Regions from separate parts of the Ovis aries genome. Here region 2 is linked to region 1. The links are chromatin contacts, called in public Hi-C maps. All regions are on one chromosome and are shown on one strand. The core of a region is the stretch at or near the end of the contact, and the rest is flanking DNA. Distances in the headings are between cores, read along the strand shown.

Evidence for each region. A called contact is a pair of places that touch in the nucleus more often than the background predicts.
Region 2: a Hi-C map of skin fibroblasts shows a contact between it and region 1, with 3 times the contacts expected there. The contact joins the promoter of PGK1 here to the promoter of ATP7A in region 1. A contact is called at or near these places in 2 of 16 Hi-C or Micro-C datasets (blood and skin fibroblasts).

What each region holds. Positions count from the first base shown.
Region 1 is chrX:68,950,111-68,956,337 of ARS-UI_Ramb_v3.0, reverse strand. It overlaps ATP7A (ATPase copper transporting alpha), which reads right to left and starts at 2,982. Exons shown (of 23, transcript XM_004022208.6): 1 at 2,830-2,982.
Region 2 is chrX:69,203,512-69,209,105 of ARS-UI_Ramb_v3.0, reverse strand. PGK1 (phosphoglycerate kinase 1) reads right to left here and starts at 1,276. Exons shown (of 11, transcript NM_001142516.1): 1 at 1,163-1,276. The coding sequence starts at 1,227.

The sequences.
Region 1 (6,227 bases), core at 1,733-4,232:
GTTCTATTTTTAGTTTTTTGAGAAGCTGCTATACTGTTCTCACAGTGGCTGTACAAATTTGTATTCCCACCAACAGTGTATGAGGGTTTCCTTTTCTTCATATCCTCATTAGGCAATCTTAATCATACTGTGACACTCAAGGTCAAATATTAATTTATTCCTTTATCTATCATCATACAATGAATTTAAGGCTTTAAAACAATCTGAAGGTTACAAAGGTTTTTATGACTAAAATAAATCCTATTGTTACCTAATTAGAAACAGATGAGCAAGATAAAATACCTTGCTTTAGATGGACAATACTTAATGACATACGACACCAAGTTGATTGCTAATATGTAAAAGAAAGGTACAGTTATGATAAGTAATTATTACCAAGATACTATGGCTATAAATCTGGACTAAAAATTGATATTAAGAACTAACAGTAAAATGTTATAGTAAAATAAGAGAAAGCATTTATTGGTCAAAAGGAAATTAGCTGTATACAAACAATTTAATATTAATATTACTGTTTAAATAATATTATTAATCTACTTACCAATTATCAATACACTATACTTTCTATTTTAATACTATTATATTAATGATTAGTAGTTCAATTAGAATTCTTAGACCAAATAATTTTATCATTACCAAAAAAGTCAGACACCTTTTCTCCCTACCATTTTAAGTGAAAGGATCAAGAAAGGAAATTACATGTTGAACTCTTTAAGAACTAAGCTCTCTAAGCTTTTGTTAGCTCAATATCAACTTGTAGTATCCTAATGACCCTAGAGATCAGCTACAAATTTATCCTAAATACGCCTGACAATTTTGTTCAGCGGGCTCTCCACTGTGAAATTCTTCCTTTCCATTCTTCTGCGTTTGTTGATAGTGTTTTAGGTCTTAACAGAAGCCCTCTTAATGCCCTTTTCTCCTGAGTGGCAGGTAGCATGCTTCAAGTAAACATTTAGGAGTTGGGAAACAATTTTCTCCACATTTCCAAGAAATATACAGTGTTCTCCAAACTCAGGTGGGATCAGGGGAAAGAAGTAATTCCAGTATTATTCCCTCCCTATCTACTTTGGTTGTGACATCAAATCCACAAGCAGATCGGGAGCAATTACAATATCAAACAAAAAACTTTAACAGTTTAGAAACAAAATTAACTAAGGTAAATAATTTCCGTAAGATGTGGAATAACCCATTTATTCCAATTAGTAAATTGTTAAAATGCTCTCCTGATTACAGGTCTGGAGAAATCTCCTGATTATAGATCTAGAAAACTGAGTGTCTACACTAGAAAACTATAAAGAAAAAATAGGTTAAAAAATTCAATCCTTCAGCCATAGTTGTATAATTCTAAATATAAATGGGCAACATGGGACAAAGCACAGCTTACTTTATATTCATTTCCTTCAAAGATAGAAGTATCGGTGAAAACTGATGTAATCTACCAATATCAACACATTTGAGCCCACAAAGATGATTAAATCAATTTTCTAATAGTGTTGGAACATATTTGTGAAACCAGAAACACCTTACCCTTTCACTTTAATGCAACACATTCGAAAAGTATTGTGACACTATTTCTGCCATACTATCTCAGCAATTAAGTAAACAAGTGATATGAAAGCCACCTGAAGACTGAGATCTAAATGAAACACATGGTTGCTGGGGTAACAGACTGAACTGAAATAGGCCAACTGTCATCTGTTTCTCTCTCACCCTGCACCCTCATTGTGATTTATATCCTAAGAAAGATTTGTTTAAAAGCAAAACTGTAAAACCTTTAAAAGGTGAACTTCCCTTAAATAAAGATGAGTAGAAGGACTTTTGAGACAAAACCCCCAAATATCTTTCTCATTTATGCCAATGCCTGTATCGTGACAGACAAATCTCTCCTCACAATTTACTTTCCCAACTGGCAAGAGAAAATTATTTTCACTCGCTGGGGTGTCAAAAGTCTAGATGAAAGTTTGCCATGCATTTTAAAATATGTAGATAAAAGCAGTTATAATGAAGAATTTATAAGAAAGAATATGTTGCCTTAGATCTCTCACAGAAGTAAAGCTTGTGGTATGTTGGGGTTATTTTTGCTTGCTCTTTTTGAACTCAAATTGAATGTAAACGCTCTTAAGGCCAGGGACTTTGTCCTGTTTCTTATGTATACCCCTACCACACCCCACACCTCAATACTACCTAATTCAATGTTCTGCACATATTCTCAATACAAAGTCATACTACTGTAGATGAAGAGGCTGTAATTAAAACAAATATCAGATGCTGGGGAAAAAAAGGGCTTGCAAAACGATAGAAGAGTTGCTAGTGCTTAGGATAAACCTCAACATACACAACAAAAAGTGTCAAAGACAAAGATGCCACAGAGTACAATAAGGACAGAGGGTAGCTTTACTGGGAAGGGGGAAGAACGAACAAAATGAAATGGAAACAAAAGTGTTCTCGCACTTTAGTGCATACTCCCAGAACGAGACAAGAAGCAAGATATATAATTTCTTTACATTATTTCATTAACGGTGATCAGTCCATGTGACTTTCAATACAGTTCACAGACCTTGTACCATCAATTAATTAGGTAACATGGGCCATGGACGACCAGGACACTTCCTCAGGAGGGAACAAGAAAGCGACAGGGGGTCAGGACCTAATCTCCCCTCCTCTGTGCTCTGCTAGGGGGACGTAAAACAAGACTGCAGTAAATACCTGACTTGTGAAGCAGAGAGAGTTTGGAAACACCCTCATATTAAAATGATATTCTTGTTCCACTCAGTAGTACAGACAGTACAGAATACCCCTCCAATAGAAGTGGATTCATATAGGACTTACCTGTATTTTTTTCTGTCCTATGGTTAAACCTCCGGAGCTACGCAGCCGGTGGCGGCAACAAACCCACACGCGTGGACTCCGATCTCACACTCCGGCAGAAGTCACGGCAGCCCCACCGGCGATGGCGACGGCAGCGGAGATCACCGCGATTGCGGCGGCAGCCCCAACTCCTCCCTCTGCTGCTTCTCTTGCTCCACCCCCACGCCGCCAGGCCGCCGCTTTGACCCAACCCTCCCTCCCCTCGACTTCCGGGTGTTGCCCCGACCGGAAGCAGCCAGCGAGGCGGAGGGACGGGTCACGTGAAAGGAGAAAAGCGCAGCGGAGAGTCAAGCGTCTCCCGCCCCCTGCTGCTCCCGGGCTGACACACAGCCTCGGTTGAGTTTTCCTTTTTGGTGCTGCAAGGCCTCTTCCCATTTCGCCAAGGACAAAACAACGCCCTCCCGCCACCAAAATCCGTAGTTTCCTAATCTGAAGCCAAGAAATACTTTAGTCCTCCTTATAAATCTTCTTCTGGGTAGTTCATCCTCTCACAGCATGAAATTAACGTGCTCCTGTCAGATTGTGTAGCGTAACCCCGGATGTGAATGTCAGAACTATGAACTTACCCCTCGATTGAGAAATGATGTCTCTACGTGCTCTGGTTAGGCCTTGGGAGATCACGTTCTTTGCGCGAAGTGGAATTCGCTTTGCTTCACTTCCGTGTTTCTCCAACAAAAAGGTGAACAAATGTACCTCAAAAGTTTTAAAAAATCCATGGCTGAGGCTTGAAAGAGTGACGTTAGATTCTGAGTGAGAATACCGCATGTATGTGAACTTATAAGGCCCAGGAAGCTAAAGCTTTCTTGCAAAACAAATGTGAGGGACAAGGAGGGATCTGTTCCAGCTCAGCACCCTACTGAGAAACCTTGTAAATGGATTCTGCTCTGCTTTTCACCATTCCAAACCAGTCAGTCAGGCTGAGCAGCAGAGCCTTGGGTTTCGCTCTCCAGAGGAATCGGTTTGCCTTGGGCGGGCGGAGGAAACCCAAACATTGGAGCAAAACCAGAAACAGAACCAGAACACACTATTTCCTTTTGACGAAACTAGTGAACTTACTAGTGGGCTTCCCTGGTATGTCCGCTGGTAAAGAATCCTCCTGCAACACAGGAGACCATGGTTTGGTTCCTGGGCAGGGAAGATCTCCTGGAGAAGGGATAGGCTACCCACTCCAGTATTCTTGGGCTTCCCTGGTGGTTATGACAGTTAAGAATCCGCCTGCAATGCGGAAGACCTGGATTCGCTCCCTGGGTTTGGAAAATATCCTCGAGGAGGGAAGGGCAACCCACTCCAGTAGTCTTGTCTCGAGAATCCCCATGGACAGAGGAGCCTGGAGGGCTGCTTGCTATCCATAGGGTCGCAAAAGAGTTGGACACGACTGAGCGACTAAGCACACCACACAGCAGTGAACTTACATGATTGTTAGCATTCAAGGAAAGGTTGTTTAATTCCCTGGCAGATTGTATAGCAGTTGTCTAGAATTTATTCATCCTGCATAACTGAAACCTGATACCCACTGATTAGCAACTCCTCATTTCCCTTACCCTCTGCCCCAGGCAACAACGGTTCTATTCTCTGCTTGTAGGATTTTGACTATTTCAGGTTTCTCAACTAAGAGGAACCATGTAGTAGTATATGTCCTTCTGTGACTGGTTTATTTCACTTAATGTTCTAAAAGTTCATCTATGTTGCCACATATTGCAGAATTTCCTTCTTTTTTTAAGTCTGAATAATATTCCATTGTGTGTATGTGTGTATATATATATATATATATATATATATACACATTTTCTTTAGTCATTCATCTGTTGATGGGCATTTAAGTGCTTTCCACGTCCTGCCTGTTTCAAATAGTGCTGCAGTGATCATGGCAGTGCTAATATTTCTGCAATTCTTTTGGAAAAGTACTGAGAAGTGGAATCAGGGGATCATATGGTAGTTCTATTTTTTAATTTTTGGAATAACTTCCCTACTGTTTTCCTTAGCAGTTGCACCAGTATACAAGGGTTCCACTTTCTTCTCATTCTTGCAAACACATGCTGTCTTTTGGGGTTTTGTTGTTGTTGCTGTTCATAGCCATTCTAACATGTTTGAGGTGATATTGTGGGTTTGATTTGCATTTACCTAATGTTGAATATCTTTTCATATATTTGTTTGCCATTTGTGTGTCTTTGAGAAATGTCTATGCCAAAGCCTTTGACTGTGTGGATCACAATAAACTGTGGAAAATTCTGAGAGACATGGGAATATCAGACCACCTGACCTGCCTCTTGAAAAATCTGTATGCACATCAGGAAGCAACAGTTAGAACTGGACATGGAACAACAGACTGGTTCCAAACAGGAAAAGGAGTATGTCAAGGCTGTATATTGTCCCCCTGCTTATTTAACTACTATGCAGAGTACATCATGAGAAACGCTGGATTGGAAGAAACACAAGCTGGAATCAAGATTGCCGGGAGAAATATCAATAACCTCAGATATGCAGATGACACCACCCTTATGGCAGAAAGTGAAGAGGAACTCAAAAGCCTCTTGATGAAAGTGAAAGAGGAGAGTGAAAAAGTTGGCTTAAAGCTCAACATTCAGAAAACACACATCATGGCATCCGGTCCCATCACTTCATGGGAAATAGATGGGGAAACAGTGGAAACAGTGTCAGACTTTATTTTTGGGGTCTCCAAAATCACTGCAGATGGTGACTGCAGCCATGAAATTAAAAGACACTTACTCCTTGGAAGGAAAGCTATGATCAACCTAGATAGTATATTCAAAAGCAGACACATTACTTTGCCAACTAAGGTCCGTCTAGTCAAGGCTATGCTTTTTCCTGTGGTCATGTATGGATGTGAGAGTTGAACTGTGAAGAAGGCTGAGTGATGAAGAACTGATGCTTTTGAACTGTGGTGTTGGAGAAGACTCTTGAGAGCCCCCTGGACTGCAAGGAGATCCAACCAGTCCATTCTGAAGGAGATCAGCCCTGGGTGTTCTTTGGAAGGAATGATGCTAAAGCTGAAACTCCTGTACTTTGGCCACCTCATGCGAAGAGTTGACTCATTGGAAAGGACTTTGATGCTGGGAGGGATTGGGGGCAGGAGGAGAAGGGGACGGCAGAGGATGAGATGGCTGGATGGCATCACTGACTCGATGGACATGAATCTGAGTGAACTCCGGGAGTTGGTGATGGACAGGGAGGCCTGGCGTGCTGCAATTCATGGGGTCGCAAAGAGTCGGACATGACTGAGTGACTGAACTGAACTGAATTGCTTCCCCTCCCCCCAAATATGGAGTTGTGGAAATTCATTATATATTTTGGAGCATAGCCCCTTATGAGATATATAGCTTGCAAATATTTTCTCCCAA
Region 2 (5,594 bases), core at 27-2,526, 250 kb before region 1:
ACAGCACCTACCTAGTTTAAGCCTTAAGCAAAGGGAGATCCCCCAGTGCTTTCTGAAACCGTTAATATAGAAAAGTTGCCCTCTCTTGAACCAGCCCAAATTGGGAAAGGATCACATCGTTCACATGCCTGCCCATCAATCAACCACTTCCCTAAAAGGACAAGACTACCCAATGCTGTCAAGCCCTTATGCTGGCAAAAGCACCACCCTTGGATCCTATCGAGGTCAAGTCAGTTACATACCTAACTGAATTCCCACAATTAGCTCCTGGCATACACGAATGTACACGTTACAAAAAGGAGAAATGTAAATACTCCATACATCATACTAGTAATTTTGGCAAACAAGGGAGAAGCCATGTGGCCAGGGATCCACATGTTTGTAGTAAGAGACCCCAAGGCAGGTGGCTAGCCTTCCCCACTTCTAATAGTCTAATATCCTGCTTCTCTAGCCACCTCTGGGAGTGAGTTTAGAGAACATCAAGAATGAGCAGCCACACCCTGCTCCACCATTACCCAGTATGTGTCACAATCCTGATGCAAAACCCAAGGCCTGTAGTCTAAAGACACTACAGGGCGGCAGAGGCCTGTTACATAAGCTCTGCAGGGCCTCCTTCAGTGCGCCCCACCCTATCTCACCCTCCTACCCTCAACGCTTTAGTGGATTCTACTCCTGAACAACGAAATCAACATCCTCTGGGAAAGATACCCCTTTGGGCAGGGACCTTAGAAATGTGGGTCGTTTCTCATTTGTCTGGGTGGTCTAGGATGGTGGAGGAAGGAAAACTATCCAAAGGACCTTTCAAGGTCCCTTCACTGGAGGCCTAGGGATCTGCAGGCATCAGGTCCCACCTCACCAACTGAGAACTGGAGGCGACGGAACTGCCCTTCAGAAATAAGAAGAGGGCAAAATGGATCCCCGCAATCTGACCCTCCCATGGAGGATCCACCCCTGCAAAGAGCAAATTCGGCTCAGTTTCTGGGCTGGGGAAATGAGGTCAGAAACCGTTAAACCCGGGCAAAACTCCAGCCACAATGGTAGCCAGCCTCGCCCTGCTGGGCTAGAGCCCTTGGGGCCGAGAGTAGGGCTAAAGGTCACTTGAGGCAGGAGGAAAAGAAGTCGGCCCCGGCCGGAGAGACTGCGGGAGAACCCCAAGGATTACCTCATGACGACCCGCTTCCCCTTCACATCCAGCTTGTCCAGAGTCAGCTTGTTAGAAAGCGACATCTTGGCAATTCAGCTGCAGCGAGAGGCCAGGGGATGAGACACCGGCAGAGAATGAGACCGACTCAGCGTCCGAACGCGTGGAAAACGCCTAGCACCTCGCGGGCCCGGTCGCCACTCCTCCCGCCCCGCCCCTTTCCGGCCGCTGCGCCCTGCTCTCGGCGCCCAGTGGCCGCTCTAGAACGCGGCCCGAAGGCGCCAGCTGGCTGCCATTGCACCGAGGCGCTGTCAGTCAGCGAGCGCGATTGTGGGACGTGCAGCTGCCGCCAGTCACGTCCAGCACGCAGCAAGCGGCTGGAAACCTTCGTGACGAGAGGCCGGAAGCGGTGCCGCGGAGCCAGCCGGCAACGGGATCGGAAGCCGGTTGGCGCCGAGGGGCAGACACGGCTCGGGTTCCTGCGGCCACACCGAGGGCAGCTGCAGAGCCCCGCAAACCCACAGCACCCTGGGGGAAAACGTCACCCCACACCCCATGGAATTCCCGGCAACCCTATTCAGGATAGATGCAAATGACACCTCCTTGTGGAAATTTTCTGTTTTCCTGGCTCCCCCAAAAGGAATTCTCCATAAGACTGCTAAGTGCCTTTAAGAATTGAGACCTTTCAGAAGTTGGGAAAGGCCCTGCTTCTCCCTTTCTCCCCTGCTTACCTTTTTTTGTAATAAGTGTAATGATCTGATTACAACGCAAAGCTAATGGCAAACACATAGAACATTTTTTGCTCACAAACTCTCAATCCTTATTTTACAAATGAATGAACTAATGCACAAAGAGGTTGCTTAGGGTTTCAGGTCTTGTAAATGGTGGATTCAAACCTAGACAGTTAAGATGTAGAGTTCATACACCTAACTATAGTATAGTACAGATACCACTGCTCAGGACCAGGCACTCAGGTCCAACATACTTACAGAGTTGGCTGGAATGAAATAATCCGAGTCAGAAACATAAAAATTTTCCACATGGCACTCAAGATCTGGGTAAGATGTAGGAAATGTTAATTCATAGTGCACTGGTACTGAGACACAAGTTCAAAGTTATAAGCATGCATTTCTTTCAATCCTGTCAATGCATATTTGGGAAATCTCCATGGAGTTATTTCTAACTGAGTCTGAATTTGAGACCCAGATGAGCCTGCTGGCCTCCTGGTTATCAGCTCTGCATAGGTTTAGCACTCATTTCACTCCACCTGGGAAGCAATTCCTTTTGCATAAGATAGAATAGCAACCAAGGGTATCAGCAAAGAAACTAAAACAAGCATATAATCTGACAGGCTGAATTTAATAACAGTTCCCAATTATTGAGCACCTGCTCTATGCCAGACACTGTACTAAGGATTGAACATACCTGACCCATTTACTCCTCACAATAGCTTTCTGAAGTAGGTACTGTTATTATCTCTGTTTTACAGATAAGAACACGGAAACTGAAAAAAGATAGGAAGCTTTTTCCACTACAGATTTGAAGGACCATCAAATATGCAAAGTCCTAAAATGGGAAAGAGCATGAGACAACATAAAAAGTCCAACGTTGCTGGAAAATAGAGTTGAAGGAAGAGAGGTCTAAAATTATACTCATGAGGCAAGGCAAGGGGAGACCAGATCCCGTGGACTTAACAAACATGATAAAGATGTGATTTTTATCCTAAAGAGCTATGAGAAGCTATTTGTTGCGACCACTGTTACCTTGAATTCGTGGTATATAAAGAACTCTCAAAACTCAATGTTAAGAAAACAAACAATTTTTTTAAATGGTCAAAGGATTTGGTGTGTGCATGCTCAGTTGCTCAGTCTGTCCAACTCTTTGCAACCCCATGAACTGTAGCCCACCAGGCTCCTGTGTTCATGGACACTTCCCTAAATACAATATACAGATAACAAATTAGCACATAAGAAAATGTTTAATATCATTTGCTATTAGGGAAATGCAAATTAAAACCACAATGAGATGCAACTTTGTATCTATTAAAGTGGCTAAAATAAAAATAATAATACCAAGTGTTGACAAGGATGGAGGGCCACTGGAACTCTCCTACCTTGCTGGTAGAAATGCAAAAGAGACATAGATGTATAGAACAGTCTTTTGAACTCTGTGGGAGAGGGAGAGGGTGGGATGATTTGGGAGAATGGCATTGAAACGTGTATAATATCATATAAGAAATGAATCGCCAGTCCAGGTTTGATGCAGGATACAGGATGCTTGGGGCTGGTGCACTGGGATGACCCAGAGGGATGGTACGAGGAGGGAGGTGGGAGGGGGGTTCAGGATGGGGAACACGTGTATACCTGTGGCAGATTCATGTTGATGTATGGCAAAACCAATACAATATTGTAAAATAATAATAATAATAATAAAATGGTACAGCCACTCTAGGAAACAGTGTGGCAGTTTCTTATCAAATTAAACCTATACTTAGCATATGACCCAGCAATCCCACTCCCAGGTATTCACCCTAGATGTAAGGTATAGTTCGGGCCGAAGCAGAAAGAGGAAAGACAACCTTGTCACGCGAGTGTATGTTCCTCGGTTTTTTGTCTCGTCACAACAAAGATTTGGAGTGACGGACGTTAAAGCCCCCTTGGCGAGCCACAGCTCTCAGGTCTTGGATAGACCGTGTTATAGCTCTCAGGTCTCAAATGGACCGTGTTATAGCTCTTAGACAAATCAGTATTACAGCTCAGTGTTACAGCTCTATTTTATTTAGAAGATAGCAGGAAAATCCATCTTTGAGGCGAGAGGGTACGTCGATCTAAAGACACGAGGAGAAGAGTGCCCCAGCATGCAGGAGAGAGAGAGAGCTGGCTCTGGCTCCTCTATTTATATGTTTATTTCTCCCTGGGCCTGTCCTATGTAAATTGGGCCAGCCAGGAGTGTTGTTTGTTTTACCTGAGGTCCTCACTCCGGTTGTCCTCGGACCTTCTTTTGTTTCATTTTCGAGGGCTTTTCCCTTCCTTGTCTGTAGCCACCGCCCTGACAACCTCAACAGAAGTATGTTACCTTTATTCAGGCAAGGAGGGGCGACGACAGTCGGCCTAACGACCAGGCTGAGCACGGAGAGGGATTAGGGAGGCTCCATATTTATAAGGAGGTTTGTGGAAGCGATAAGGGAAACGTTAATCAGGCAGGATGTTTTGGGTATTCTTTAGTTGAGATGGCATTTGTAGTTGGGCAGGGGGTGATAAGTCTTCTGGGCAGGTGTAGGGGGTGGAAGGTTTCTGGACAGGGGTGATAAGTCCCAGATAGATAGAACCGGCCTGGAGCATCAGGGCGGGACCTAAAGTTCTGTTTTGTTTTCTCCGAAGTTAGATGATTCAGCAAGGGCCTTTGAAACTGTTGTTTTCTTTCCTAGGCCCCAAAGACTCCTTTATTCCAGACCCTGAAATCATAAAAAAAAATGGGGAGAAGGGCGTCATATCTCTCTGGCTACTTCCTGCTAGATAAGGGCAACAATTTTGGGTCTGGAATGGAGGATCATCCCAGGGCCCAGGGTCTCCTTTTCCTGAGATTGGGGTGAGGCTCTCGAGAAGAATGGTCTTGACCTGATCTCGAGAGATGGCCCGAATCCATTCTTGGAGAAACCTTTGAAATTGAAGAGAGAGGGTCCAAATAAGAGGAATAGAATGATAAGTACCAGTGGTCCCAGGAAAGGGAGCAACCAAGGGAGGACCTGTTGGAACAGGTTTTGAGGACTGTAAAGGTTTTCTAACTCTTTTCAGCGGCATTCAATTCTGTCTCTAAGTTCTTTGACTCTGCCCTGGACTATGCCCATTTCATTAACAAAATAGCAACAGTCTTCTCCTAGGAAAAGGTAGATCCCTCCCTTTTCTGCAGTGAGAAGGTCCAGGGCTCACTTATTTTGAAGGGCCACAGAAGCTAATGAGTTAATTTGTCTTTGAATTGAAACGAAGGACTCCACTACCTGCTCCATGTCTTCATTAAGTTCTTGGGACAGCTTGTAGTAGAAATGGGCAGAGGTCAAGATGTCTCCAATCCCAGTGCCTAGGGCTGCTGTTATGCCAGTCCCAATCAGGAGGGGGGCTATGACAGCTTATCTTTTCCTATGGGAAATTTCCCCTTAGGGGTAGAATATTTGTTCTACCTCTTCTTCTTTGAGGAATGTTAGGCCTGAGGTCAGGAAGACCAAGATGCAAGGTCCAGGGGGGTCCAACAGGAGACATGAATATGCATAGGTCCCGCAGAGAATAAAGATTCCCGGATTGGTGCAATTATTTGTCCTGTTCCAGAAAACCCAAGTGGAACAGAAGGATGGAGCAGAGTTTGTAAGACCAGTGTAGTTGGGACTAGAGTAGTTAATACAGGTTAGGTTTGAAGAGGCTGAGAGTAGGACATTGTCAGAGACTGGCCCAATGAGTTG